Linked DNA regions of Gossypium hirsutum: regions 1 and 2 are each linked to region 3. The links are chromatin contacts, called in public Hi-C maps. All regions are on one chromosome and are shown on one strand. The core of a region is the stretch at or near the end of the contact, and the rest is flanking DNA. Distances in the headings are between cores, read along the strand shown. Region 1 holds the start of LOC107956987 (transcription and mRNA export factor ENY2). Region 2 holds the start of LOC107960454 (cytochrome P450 94B3). Region 3 holds the start of LOC107956991 (30S ribosomal protein S21, chloroplastic).

Evidence for each region. Hi-C and Micro-C count contacts between places; a contact is called where the count stands out from the background.
Region 1: a contact with region 3 is called in a Hi-C map of leaf, with 2.7 times the contacts expected there. The contact joins the promoter of LOC107956987 here to the promoter of LOC107956991 in region 3. A contact is called at or near these places in 3 of 34 Hi-C or Micro-C datasets (all in leaf).
Region 2: a Hi-C map of leaf shows a contact between it and region 3, with 2.7 times the contacts expected there. The contact joins the promoter of LOC107960454 here to the promoter of LOC107956991 in region 3. A contact is called at or near these places in 8 of 34 Hi-C or Micro-C datasets (callus, hypocotyl, leaf and 1 more).

Annotation. Positions count from the first base shown.
Region 1 is chrA05:84,527,235-84,531,666 of Gossypium_hirsutum_v2.1, forward strand. It overlaps LOC107956987 (transcription and mRNA export factor ENY2), which reads right to left and starts at 2,522. Exons shown (of 5, transcript XM_016892413.2): 1 at 1,775-2,522; 2 at 1,595-1,682; 3 at 1,393-1,487; 4 at 504-580; 5 at 1-208. The coding sequence starts at 1,776. The coding sequence ends at 135.
Region 2 is chrA05:84,573,315-84,577,561 of Gossypium_hirsutum_v2.1, forward strand. It overlaps LOC107960454 (cytochrome P450 94B3), which reads left to right and starts at 2,472. Exons shown (of 1, transcript XM_016896802.2): 1 at 2,472-4,247. The coding sequence starts at 2,822.
Region 3 is chrA05:84,714,848-84,719,182 of Gossypium_hirsutum_v2.1, forward strand. It overlaps LOC107956991 (30S ribosomal protein S21, chloroplastic), which reads left to right and starts at 2,148. Exons shown (of 2, transcript XM_016892415.2): 1 at 2,148-2,684; 2 at 3,424-3,694. The coding sequence starts at 2,272. The coding sequence ends at 3,535.

The DNA of each region.
Region 1 (4,432 bases), core at 1,272-3,771, 190 kb before region 3:
ATTCATTCCATTGGTGTAATCATTCAACAAGATGCTAAAGACGAACCCTATTGAGGCTTCATTGAAGTCCATATAGCGACAGTTGAAAGCTCTCTAACTTTCCCCCCTCTTTGCTAATCAATGCATGGTGATGGTCAAAGAGCAGCGGACGTGAGAAAAGAACGAATTCTTTGCAATAGCTCAGCCTTTACGGAGTCTGGGACAGAAGCTGCATAAACAATGATTTAACTGTGGTGATAAGGAAATAAAATGCAAATAGTATAAGAGACAAAAATCATGAGCTTAAAAATGGGTAAATCAGACATAATCCAATTTATTATCAACCACCAGCTAGGACTGTGGAACATCATAGCATGAGGAAGCATATACCAAGAACAAAATCGAGGATCTTTCTTTGGTATGAACTAATTCTCTCTACTCTAATTGATCCATTGCTTCAACTTATGGAATGCTGATAAGGGCAAGTATAACAATAGAGGGAAAAAAAAAATACTAATTCTTACCTCTGCCTTTTGGGGTGATCAAATGAACAAGGTCATCCACAGTGACATTATTTCTTCCTTTCTTCTTAACATATGCTCTGTCATTCATCAAAATGGAAGAGATTTCTATAAAGTATCATAAAGATTTCACATAGAGATGATGCATAAAAGGAAATTGAATACGTTGCAATCAACTTAAATGCCAAGCAAAACAAATCGATTCTTGGATAAAGAACTAATTTCTCTATCTCACGGCACTTCATCCCCCTGGTTTTCTTTCCATGAAAATAAATAGCCCACAAAAGCTATACAGCTTTACATAACTATAAAGAAACTTATTGCGGCATTGATTAGTCATTATCTAAAACACCACAACACATCGCTAGACACAATTTGACGCATCACCATCCTAAACATCTTTTAGCCATTGTCGTAACAGAAAACATAAAAGTAAGAAAAACTCAGCATATCACTTATATTTGGGACCGGGCACTGGCATCACAATCTGGCTCTAAGATTATCCACTTCCACATCAATACAAAGTAGGAAGCAACAAGTGAAGTCTTAAGAACCCCATGACAAATTTTTTCCCCATTGATCAACTACTTAATTTGATCCACTTTTTCTAAAAAAAGAAACTATTTATAAAGTATTAAACAAGCCATGACTTAATTCTAATTTCCTTATCTAAGAAGAACTTGAAAATTCTCTTAATTTTCGGATACTATGAATTTTAATCCTTAGATTAATTATAACTAAGCCAACACAAAAAATGATAGGTTAAACGATTAGAAAGAAGATCAATTGCAGATAAATACACAAATTAATATTTGAAGCAAGGCAGTTCAAAGTTTAAACAATAACTGGATACAAAGGAGACAGTAAAAATAGTGGGGAAAAGAAAAAAAACCTGCAAAGAGCTTTCATCTCATCCTTCCATCCACATTCTATAAGTCTTTCTCTTAACATTTCCATTAATCTCTCTTTTTCCCCGCTTTCAATTAACTACCAAATTCAATTAAATCATAGTAAATAAATAAGAACCTCCCCACCCCCCCCCAAAAAAAAAAGAAAAAAGAAAATATGAAATAATAAAAAGAAGGGAAAAGAACCTTGATATTAATAATTTCTTGAAGGATGGGTTCATTCCCTTGATCTTCTGCACCATCAGGGGTTGGAGGCCGATTTACTGAATGTTTCCTGTTGAGGGATTTTAAAAAAAAAAATTAAAGATTCGATTTTGATTATGATTTAGTTAAATTGAAGAAAAAAAAAACAAGAAATTTACTTACATGATGTTAAATTAAATCTCTCAAAATAGAAATGAAAATTTGTGAGGAAATTGGAGAAATTTTTGTACTTCGAAACAGCTAGAAACCAAAGAAAAAAAGAAGGGATTTTAAATTTTTTTCCTCGGCCTACACCGTCACCTAGAAACGACAACGTAGGGGATATTTCAGACGAAGGAAGTATTTTACCAGATTTGCCCCTAGATTTAGTTGCATTTTACAAGGCCATCTCTTGAAGCCTTTTTCAAGGATGGACACAGGCCCTTCACATAAAGAATTCCATAGCTGTTAGCTTGTTAGGCCTTAGATTTAGATACTGCCTTTAGTATAAGAATTTCGTTGGAACTCTTTTGATATTAGAGAAAGATAAATGTAGGACCCTAACCCTCAGATCTTACTAATATGGAACACCTATGAGGCTATGACAACAAAGTGTCCAATTGCCCATCCATGTATATTGGGTAGCTGTTTTTATGTCTCTCTTTGTTTTTTTTCATTGAATTGCAGATGGATTCAGCTGCATATGTCCAACTTGAACAGGTGCTAGATATTTGTGGAACCTAAGAGCCATTTCCAAACACTCGATGGGACTGAGTTCATGTTCGCGTGGGGCACTAGGAACAGATAAATAACTTGGCTAGCATCCTCAAGTATGTGGCTAACTTTCCTGATTGTGCAAAGAACAGTATTACGTAGTCCCGGTAATGCTGTTTTAGTGGTTTCTTATGTAATCTATGGAAGAAAATTGAGTGGTTGAAAACTTTGCATCTTGGTCGCTTTCATATTCTGTGTTAAGATCATGTGACCGTCACTGTTCCCTAGTATTGCTAATTTAATGCTGTTTTTGAGGCTCATATTGTGCCATCCTACAATAATGGCATCTGCTGAAAAAAAAAAAAAAACTCTCTCAAGCAGCTCTAGGGTAGAGGTGATCATGGGCCGGACCGGGCCGGGTTTGGGCCGAGCCCATATAAATTTTCAGGCCCATCTATTAGACTCGGGCCCGGCCCGGCCCGAAATATGGGCCTAAAATTTTGCCCAAGCCCGGCTCGAAATAAAATTACTAAGTCCGAGCCCGGCCCGGCCCGGCCCATATTAAATTTTTTTTATTTCATTAAATAAAAAAAGTTTAAAAATATAATAAATCAAATATATTTAAAAACATAAAAACAAATATTAAAACAAATAAAAATAATACTAAAACAATTCTTAAAACAATACACAAATTAAAAATATAATAAAAAATAGTTATATTAAAAATTTAAAATAATTAAAAATAATATATATATTAATATATAATTCGGGCCGGGCTCGGGCCAAAAAACCCTTACCCGAGGCCTAGCCTGTTTTCTAAACGGGCCTCGTTTTTTTGCCTAAGCCCATTTTTCGGGCCTATATTTTTACCCAAACTCTCCCATTTTTCGGGCGGGCCTTCGGGCCGGGCTGGGCCGCCCAGCCCATGATCAGCTCTACTCTAGGGTCATTGGTATGATAATGGGATTTCCTTGTCTTAGCCAAGTAGTCAAGTAGCTAAATTGCTGACTGTTGTATAGAAAGCTGCATCTGTGGCCAGGTCTCTCCCCCCCACTATTATTGTCCCCCACTCGGATGACATGTATGCAATCTACCTATGTTGCCTCAACCTTTTATTGTTCTCGAAGCATTAAAATTCGACTATGGTACCTAACTTATATCCAAACATGAGTATAACGATTGGAATCTACCCAATTAAGCAACAAACTAATAAAAATAGTGGAAGAAATTGAAAAATTAAACACACAAATTTAACGTGAAAAAATTCCTCCAAAGAGAATAAAAAACTACGGATAAAGATAATTTTAATATAATGGCAAAAGAACGAATAGTACAAAAGATGGAGATAAAAATTAAATCTCAAAACCCGAAAAAAAAACCCTCAAAACGTAATCACAAAATTCTCTAAAAGTGTTATGAGTTATAATCTTTTAATGGGTGTGTTTTCTAATGTTGTAAAAGAGCTTATTTATAAGCTAAATTTATATGTCAAATAAATTATGCTAATAAATGCTTAATATATTATACTAATAAATACTAAATCTTGTAGAAAGAAAATATATTTTGTTTAACTTAACTTGCAAGCAATCTCTTATATTAGTTAATAGGAATTTGGGTCACACAACTCTAACAATAGATAAATGATGTTTCCAAATATACAAAAAAAAAAACTTATTGATGCTGCCAATTGCAATATTTAGTATCAATTCACATTGCAACTGAACAAGTTATAATTTGTTTATTTTGTTTGCATAATTGACTGAATTAAAGCGTTTCTTTTTGTGCATCTTTTTAAGGAATCTCATGTAGCAAATTTCATGATTAATACTGAGGAAGAAATTCAGTCAACCACGTACAATTCAAAGTAATCTAATGTGATTGGCTAACTTTATTTATAAAGATATGCAATCAAAAAAGTTCAATTGTAAGGGATCTTTACTTTATCTCATTCCATAATGAAAATTTTGATTGAGACGAAATCACATTGGTTAATTCTAATTACACTAGTTTGGTTTACAAGTCTACAAAATGCTTATATAAAAGAGACTTTTTACGTTTTGTGTGTGAAAATTAAAGAACTTACTTTATTTTTTACTCTAAACATTTGCAAGTGTTTTTATGTTGTAA
Region 2 (4,247 bases), core at 1,222-3,721, 140 kb before region 3:
GAATTGTGTAAAAATTAAATATGGTCATGTAGAAGAAAGTCCATATCAAGCAATACATGATTATTCAATCCTTTTGAGCACAATTTCTAGTAAGATCTTAGATTTGAATATCCGATAAAAAAATAACTTTTTAAATTTTAATTTCATTATAAATTATTTATTATATTTTTGTACAATAATTAAAATTATTCATAATTTTTTCCTAAATCCTTAAATATATATTTTTTAAATGTAAAATTAGAATTTATTTAATGAATTGATGAATACGCAAAAACTATTTCAACTTGTCTTTTTCCCCTCTTCGATAGATAATTTTTTTGTATTTTTCTTCAACTGGTTCCATCCAAAGTTCCCCTGGTCTGAGTAGATACATTTGACCAATTAACCAACCAAACCATTGTCATCTACTTAAATGTACTTCAATCCACTGTGCTTGTTTGCTTCTGTCCTAACATACCACGTGCCATAAAAAACAAACACTTGGATTTGCACTACGAACCAATTAATAATGCTAACCCTTTGAATCTTCCATTCAACTACAAAAAAACTTTTCCACTTTTTTTTATTTGTTTTTGGCAGGCAAGGAAAAACTTTTAACATATGGACATGGGAAACAAAAACTTCGGTGATTTGTTAAATACCATCCCATTGTTTGTCTCATTCATAGGCTAACAATATATATATTAATCACTAGCATTTCAATCATTCACATTCCATCAGAAACCACATCCAGTCCACTATTATATATTGGAATGGTGCAGTGAGCCATTGATTTAATGATTCTTTAGTACATTCAGTCACGTTTCCTTACATGGGGTGCCATTTTATGGTCGGCTACAGCGAAAACAAAGAGATTACTTACTAGAAAATAAGAAAATAAAAGAAAAGATTGGCAGTGTGTGGTCGAGAGCATGCATAGTTAATACGACTTTGTAGTTAACTCGTGTCTGCTTCAATGCAATAACATATATATCAGATAGATAAAAGAATATGATAGGAGAAATGAGGGCAAATCATTACGGATCGGCAGCCGTGGTTAGTAGTGCAGGGCATGTTTTGTGGTTAGTAATGATGGTAGTCATCTTTTATTGTTTCATTTCGATCATATATATAATATAAAACAAACAATGTCATAGTTATGTTTATCTTCTTCACTGCAACATCTTAAAGGCACGAGGGTTTGGTTTGGATACAATACCTTTCAATGAAGTTCAGACATCAATTTCCATGGATTTAGTCAAGTCAGGTCCAAACGTGTCTGCTAACATAACAGACATGAAGACAAGGTGTTTTTGTTTTTTCCAGCTTTCAAACATTAATACAATGAATTACACGTTTCCAAATTCATTTGAATCCAGGACTGGTGTTAATGGAAGATTTGAGCATGAGTCCTTTGTCACTCATCCACCATATTTATATAATTGATACCAGCAAAATAAAGCAGCTGAAAGAGGGTTTATAAAAAGCATCAAATAATAAAACATGCATGGTAGTCACAATTTGACTACCATGGGAAACTCGAGTAAAATATTTGGAAGAGGATGAATAAGTTTTATGCTAAAAGCCAATTGAATCCTGACAAAGTTTTGCATTAATCTTTATATAAAGAATGACTTTTGATAGTTCTATACTTTGGACAAAGATTAACTGCCCTGTTGGAATATTTTCAAATATTTATAGTATCCCAATAACTATAAATGAATGGGTGTAATTAATCAAAAGATAAAACTTTTGGTCATTGGTCAAAAGTTATATCATTTGATTTTTTTAAAAAAGAATTATAACTATTCAAAAAATATTATTTGAATAGTTACAAAATTAAATGAATAATTATTATTATTTATTTATTCATAAAGACACCTATTGAAAGATGTCTCTATGAAGAGACATGAAAATTCCTATAAATAGGAATGGGATTTCATTTGGAAACCATATCAACAAATTCTAATATTATTTCTTCTCTTCCTCCATTTTCTAATATTATTAGATTATTCTATAAAGTATTGCTGCAGAAATCCTTTGTAGAAATTGAGTTTTTGTTATACATTACTCAGTGCATAGTGGACTATCCTCGTCAGTGCAAAACGCAAATAGTCATTGGCTTCATTGTATCCTCGAGGTTAATTTGCTTGGAACTCGTTTGCACACTGAAGATAAGTGGGGGCGAATATAACCTTAAAGATAGTGGCTTGATACATGCCTTGGAGCCTGTCCTATTTCTTCTTTTTCTTTTCGAGTTTCGATCGTGTGTTCGAGTTTTTTCCTTACCGGAGCTTTGTACCAACATGCCCTATTCTTTAATCACTTTGTGAAAGAATCTTCTTGAAAAAGAAGAGAAATAGAGTAAACAATGAAATAATTACAAGCTTGTAGAAAAACCTGGCAAAGAAAACACACTCATCTATATCTTATTTCAAAACCTTTAAATTTACCATATCCAACACATCGAAGATTAACAAAGTAAGTTTTGAAAATAAAGCCAACATTAAAAGTTGATTCAAATTTCATTGATTTATTGTTGGTGAACCTCAGGTAGAGCACAATATCATAATAAATCTCTACCTTTTTTAAAATATTTTATAGAAATATTATTTTTCTCTCTTAATCCACCTTGGTAGTGGGTCAACTATACCTATTCATTATTTTGATAAAAGTACTAATGACTATAGCAAGAAAAAAACATAATGTTTTAAAAATAATGAAACGAGTAGCTGAATATATATATATATATTCTCGTACAACCATCTAGGAAGCTAGTTTTGCAAGCCCCCCTTGATGTTGAAGTTGCAGAAGCATCAAATTCTGCCATTTTTATGCTAATATGGGAATTTTCATGTCTTTCTTTAAGCTTGTGCCCTTGGAGTTTGTGTTGATATCAGTGTTTTTCTCTTTGTTGCATGCAATCTTATGTAAAGTCTGCAGAGTTTCAGAATTAGCAGGACATGGCCCCCCAACTTATCCTATAATCGGCTGCATGATTTCTTTCTACAAAAACCGCACTCGTTTGATAGATTGGTATACAGAGCTCATCGCGGAGTCGGACACCAATACAATTGTGATTAACCGGCTTAGTACTCGAAGGACTGTTGTGACCGCAAACTCGGAGAACGTTGAGTACATGCTGAAAACCAATTTCAATAACTTCCCTAAAGGCAAGCCTTTCACTGAAATTCTGGGTGACTTTCTTGGCTATGGGATATTCAATGTGGATGGGGAGCTTTGGCGCATTCAACGCAAGTTAGCAAGCCAAGCTTTCAGCACCAATTCTTTGAGAGAATTCGTGATGAGCACATTGAAAGAAGAGGTAGAGAATCGATTTTTACCTTCGTTAGAATCATTGGCTGCGGCATCAGCAGTGGTAGACTTACAGGACTTGCTGAGACGACTTTCGTTCAATATGATCTGCAAGGTCTCATTAGGGGTGGATCACTGTGTTTTAGACCCTTCTCAGCTTGTTTCGCCTCCCAACAAAGCTTTCGACATGGCATCGGAGATATGCGCCAAACGTGGAGCCGCTCCTTTGTTATTGGTTTGGAAGGTCAAGAAATGGCTCGGAGTTGGATCGGAGAAAAAGCTCAGGGATGCTGTTGAAGAAGTTCATGCATATATTGAGGAAATCATTCGTAACAGGAAGAAAAAGATGGATGAAAGCCAAGAGAATTGCGGTGAAGATCTCCTATCGAGGTTGATATTGGCTGGTTGCGATGAGGAAGTGATAAGAGATATGATCATTAACTTCATCATGGCAGGAAGGGATACAACTTCAGCAGCAATGACATGGCTCTTCTGGTTGCTTTCATGCCATCCAGTTATAGAGCAAGAACTGCTGAAAGAGATACAGAAAAATGATAAAATATTGTCGGATTATGAATCATTGGAGGGACTGAAATTGTTGAAAGCTTCTCTTTGTGAGTCCATGAGGCTCTACCCGCCGGTAGCTTGGAACTCAAAGCATGCCATGGTGGATGATATGTTACCTGATGGTACTTTAGTCCAGGCGGGGGATAGGGTAACCTATTTTCCCTATGGAATGGGGAGGATGGAAGCGTTGTGGGGAAAGGACTGCATCGAGTTCAGACCGAGCCGGTGGTTTATTGAACCAAGTCACCAGGGAGGATCACTAAAGAAGGTAAGTCCATACAAGTTTCCAGTTTTTCAGGCAGGACCAAGAATTTGTCTTGGAAGAGATATGGCCTTCATTCAGATGAAATATGTGGTGGCTTCCATACTGAGACAGTTTGAAATCA
Region 3 (4,335 bases), core at 898-3,397:
AAATTACTAATAGTTGAGTGATCATTTTGTAAGTTTTTATAATTCGATAGCCAAAAAATCATAGTTAAGTGACTACTAATGTAATTTAATTTAGATATAAAAATATGAAAAGTATTTATTATATTTTAAGTATGTTATATATTTCTATAAAAAAACTTATTTAACATAATATATATTATGTTTAAATAGATTATCTATATAGTCAAAATATATCTGAAATAAATTTATCAGCATTCATTAGGTGATGAAAATTAAATTTAAAATTAGGATTAAAAAATTAATGAGTATAGTAAAAGATTTAAAAAAAGAGATATCAAGTTTTTAAAATTACAAAAACAAAAAACTATCTAAGTACTAAACAATTCTAAAATGCAATAAGGTTAAATATATCAAAAGATAATTTTATAATATGAGAAAACGTTAACAAAATATAAAAAAATAGAAATTGTTTTGTAAAAAGATTATAAAATATAGTATAGCCTTTAATCTTATGGTGTTAGTTAAAATATGAAAGAATGTCACATTGTCTACGAACAAGCTGTAAACTTATTCATGAATCTATATATACACATATCTTACATCCCACATTACTTAAGAAAACAAGGGAAATGAGACTTTGATTCTATATAAATATATGTTTTGCAAGTTTTATTTCCACATTAATTGGTGGTACACAAAAAAAAATGGTGAGGCCGCTTTGGGTCTTAATAAAGTCTTATTCTCGTAAATTTACAAAAAATTGGTCTATTTTTGTAATATTTTTAAAAAATGACCTTTTCTAAAATTTTCAGGCAAAAGCATGTCCATGTCAACATGATTTTACCTAACACAAGGAAAAAAGCCCTGACATGAAAGCCTTTTTTTGGGGGTCATCCCTTGAAAACCCATCCATGTCAATGTATTTTTTTATTTTCAATCCGTACCCGTAATTATTTTTAGTAATGGCTTATTTCCGTAAATAATTTTAAAAATAGACCTTTATTCGTACATACCCCTAAAAAAAAGCTAACCATAATTCTAACCTCAATAATATAATATAGAGATTAAATAATTATTTTGACCATGTGTAAAAACAATGATACTTATTTAATTAACAATGCCTTTAAAATATAATGAAAACAACATTTATAAAAATACAATAACACAATTTAAAAATATTAGCATAGTAATAAATATAAATAACTTAATTAATATTATAAAATATCAAAAGTGTCCTTAATATATTCTTGAAATATCAAAATATATCTATTTACTTCAGTAACTCTAAAAACAGTTGAATACATATATATAATAGATACATATACATTAAATAAAAAAATTATAATAATAAAATTTATAATTTATAAGTAAATTAATTATTTTTTTTAGAAAATACATGAATTTCCGTTATTAAGTTCTAATGCTTAAAATATCCCTAATCAACATAAAATATCTCTATTATTTTTTTATATTATTTAAAATACCCTTATTAATTATTTATACTACTTAAAATACCTCTATTAATTCTTAAACACTCATTAAGAGTTAATTTTATAATATATATATATATATATATAAGTTATTAGCTATTTTCATTGTTTCCAAATAATCATAGGTAATATCAACTTGGATATATATATATACACGAAGATATTTGAATTTGACAATTTATATTAATTTAGTATTTAATTTTTTTATTTAATTGATACTTAAACTTTGAAATCATAAGTTAACTTGACACTTTTTTAAGTATTTGATTAATACTATTAAAATATGTGACGTGACACTGACATTCAATAGCATAATGGCACATGACAATTTCACATTTCGACAAGTGAAAAAAATAAAAAATTATAATTTTTTATAAAATTTAAACATTTTATTTTATTTTACCATGTATCAAAATATAAGGCTTACATGTGTGCTCGTGCTATTTGTCATCAATGTAGCGTCGACATATTTTAACAATTAGTAAAGTACCTAAAAGAAGCATCAAGTTAATTTACGGTTTCTAAATTTAAGTTCCAATTAGGCAAAAAAAATTTAAGTTCCCTCTCCCTAATTTTTTAGACTCGAAAAAGGCTAAAGGCCCAAAATCTTTTAGAACCCAATAAAATTTAAGACCCAAAGTTGGCCTAAACTTTTAAGAGTCAATCAAGGCCGAGTCAGCTTATCCTCAAATAGTACATAAAGGGATAGTGTCCATGTGAGAAAGGAAAGTCAGAAAACATCCACAAACTGAAAAACTCAAAGCCAGGCTGAGCCTATCAATCTACACCACAGGCCACAACAATGGCTACTTCACTCTCACTCTCAAACTTCTTCTCCTTCCTTTTACCTCCTAATCCTTCTCCACCCAAAGCCCCACCGGCTCTCAACAGTCTTTCACTCTCTTCCCAAAAACCCAAAAATGCTCCTCTCTCATGGTCAGCTCCAGAGGATCAATCTTCTTCTTTATCCACTGAATTGTCATCAGTTATATGCCCTTCTCTTGCAAATGCCAATACCCTTTTCTTCAAATCGGCTTACAATATCCAGGTTATTGTGGATGACAATGAACCTGAAGAAAGACTGCTTAACAGGTTCAGAAGAGAGGTCATGAAAGCTGGTGTTATTCAAGAGTGTAAGAGGAGGAGGTTCTTTGAGAATAAGCAAGATGAGAAGAAGCGTAAGTCACGCGAGGCTGCTAAGCGTAATCGTAGAAGGTAAAATTTTGGCCTTTCCTTTGTTTTTGTAAACTGTGTAAAGATAATGAAGAAAAAGAAAGGAACTTTGGATGCTATGCAATGTATGTCATATGCTTAGGCTCTTTTGTTTGACTTTTTTTTTTAGTAATTTAGCATTGGAATTTTTGGGTTTTAATTGGGGTGGAAAGAAAGATAAGGGCTGAAGAATTCATATGAGATTAGACAGTTTTGGTTCCCTGGTGGAGCTTGGAGGATATGAAGGGGAAAATTAGAAAATTATTGTTGGGTATTTGTTTCTTAGCGATGAAAATTGAAGCCTATGCAGTTTCCTTGTGATTGATTTACCAATGCAATGTGTCAAGGCCTAGCTGGTTTTGTTTTCCTTTGCGCATAGTGTTCAGTTGAGCTGTTATCCCCAGCATTTGATTTCTAAATATGGTTTGAGGAGACAACTTCAGTATATTGAACCAAGGCTTTCAAATTTGAGCTTGTAGAGTAGTGTTTAAGAAGGGTATATTCTATGTAGTTTCTGATCTTAGTTGAACATGTAACATATTTGGTGTAGTTTTATTTGTTTCTTCTACATTTACATCCTCCATGAACTAGTTAGGCCTTGCCTTTTTCTGTTTGAGTTCATGGTCAATTTCCAACCCTTTTATCTTAGCTCTCAATGAGCATATTCTGTTTTGTGGTTATATTATCTCTGGTTGATAATAATTAGTGATGATTATGTCTTCTCTGATGCATATGTGATCAGGCGTCCCCAAGCAAGATTTTCACAACCAAACAAGCAGGAAGTATCTACAAAGAAGGGGGATGAGGATGACGAAGATAACTGGGACATGCCAAATGAAGCCCTTCCCTATTGATCGCATTTTGCCATGCCTTTTATTTACTTATCTTCTTCGCCTTTGAGCTCTGGCAGTTTTGTCTGTCCATTGTAAGTTGAATTAGGATGAATTCTGCCACTTGAATTGCGCTATGCTTTTCTTTTTACATAAATGAAGTCAAGATTTTCATTCCTTAAATTGATCTGAAATCTTCCTTGCATTACCATGTTTTTGTTGGACCTATTGGAAGGTAACCCGTTTTGAACAGGTGGAAGTTTGTGTTTGTCTATGTTTTCTCTTTTCTTTTTTCCAATCCCGACTTTGAGTTGCAAAGGAGACAACTGTTCTTATTCTTGGTCATGGGAATGTCTTGTGTTCCCACGTAATGAGAGAAATATATCGGAGCTTGCTGGCTGGTGTCGTGTCAATTTAAGTTGGTTTGGAATTTGAGTGGGACAGAGTCTGAAATCATGTGATTTAAAGCCTTATTGTTGAATCTCTAGGAGTGTTTCGGAGCTAACGTAATCGAATTCTGTTACTAAGGTGCTTATGGAGATACTGTAATTGATGGTTTCTTGGATTGTTTTCAACAATATAGTATATGCTTTTGGATTTATCCTTGAGTGTTTGCTAAATAAGTTTGTGATTACATGTTACATGCAAGCCATTGAGGGACTCAGGTCCATTAGAGGCAATAAGCCAGTGCTCTTCAGAAATCTCAGATGAAACGCCAAGTTACAAAAATAGCAGTTTTAGAGGCTGAAAGATAAGTCTTGGAAAGATGGCATCAAACAGCAGAAAGAGAGAGTATTTAAGTCCTGGATTCTTTGTTCAGTTTA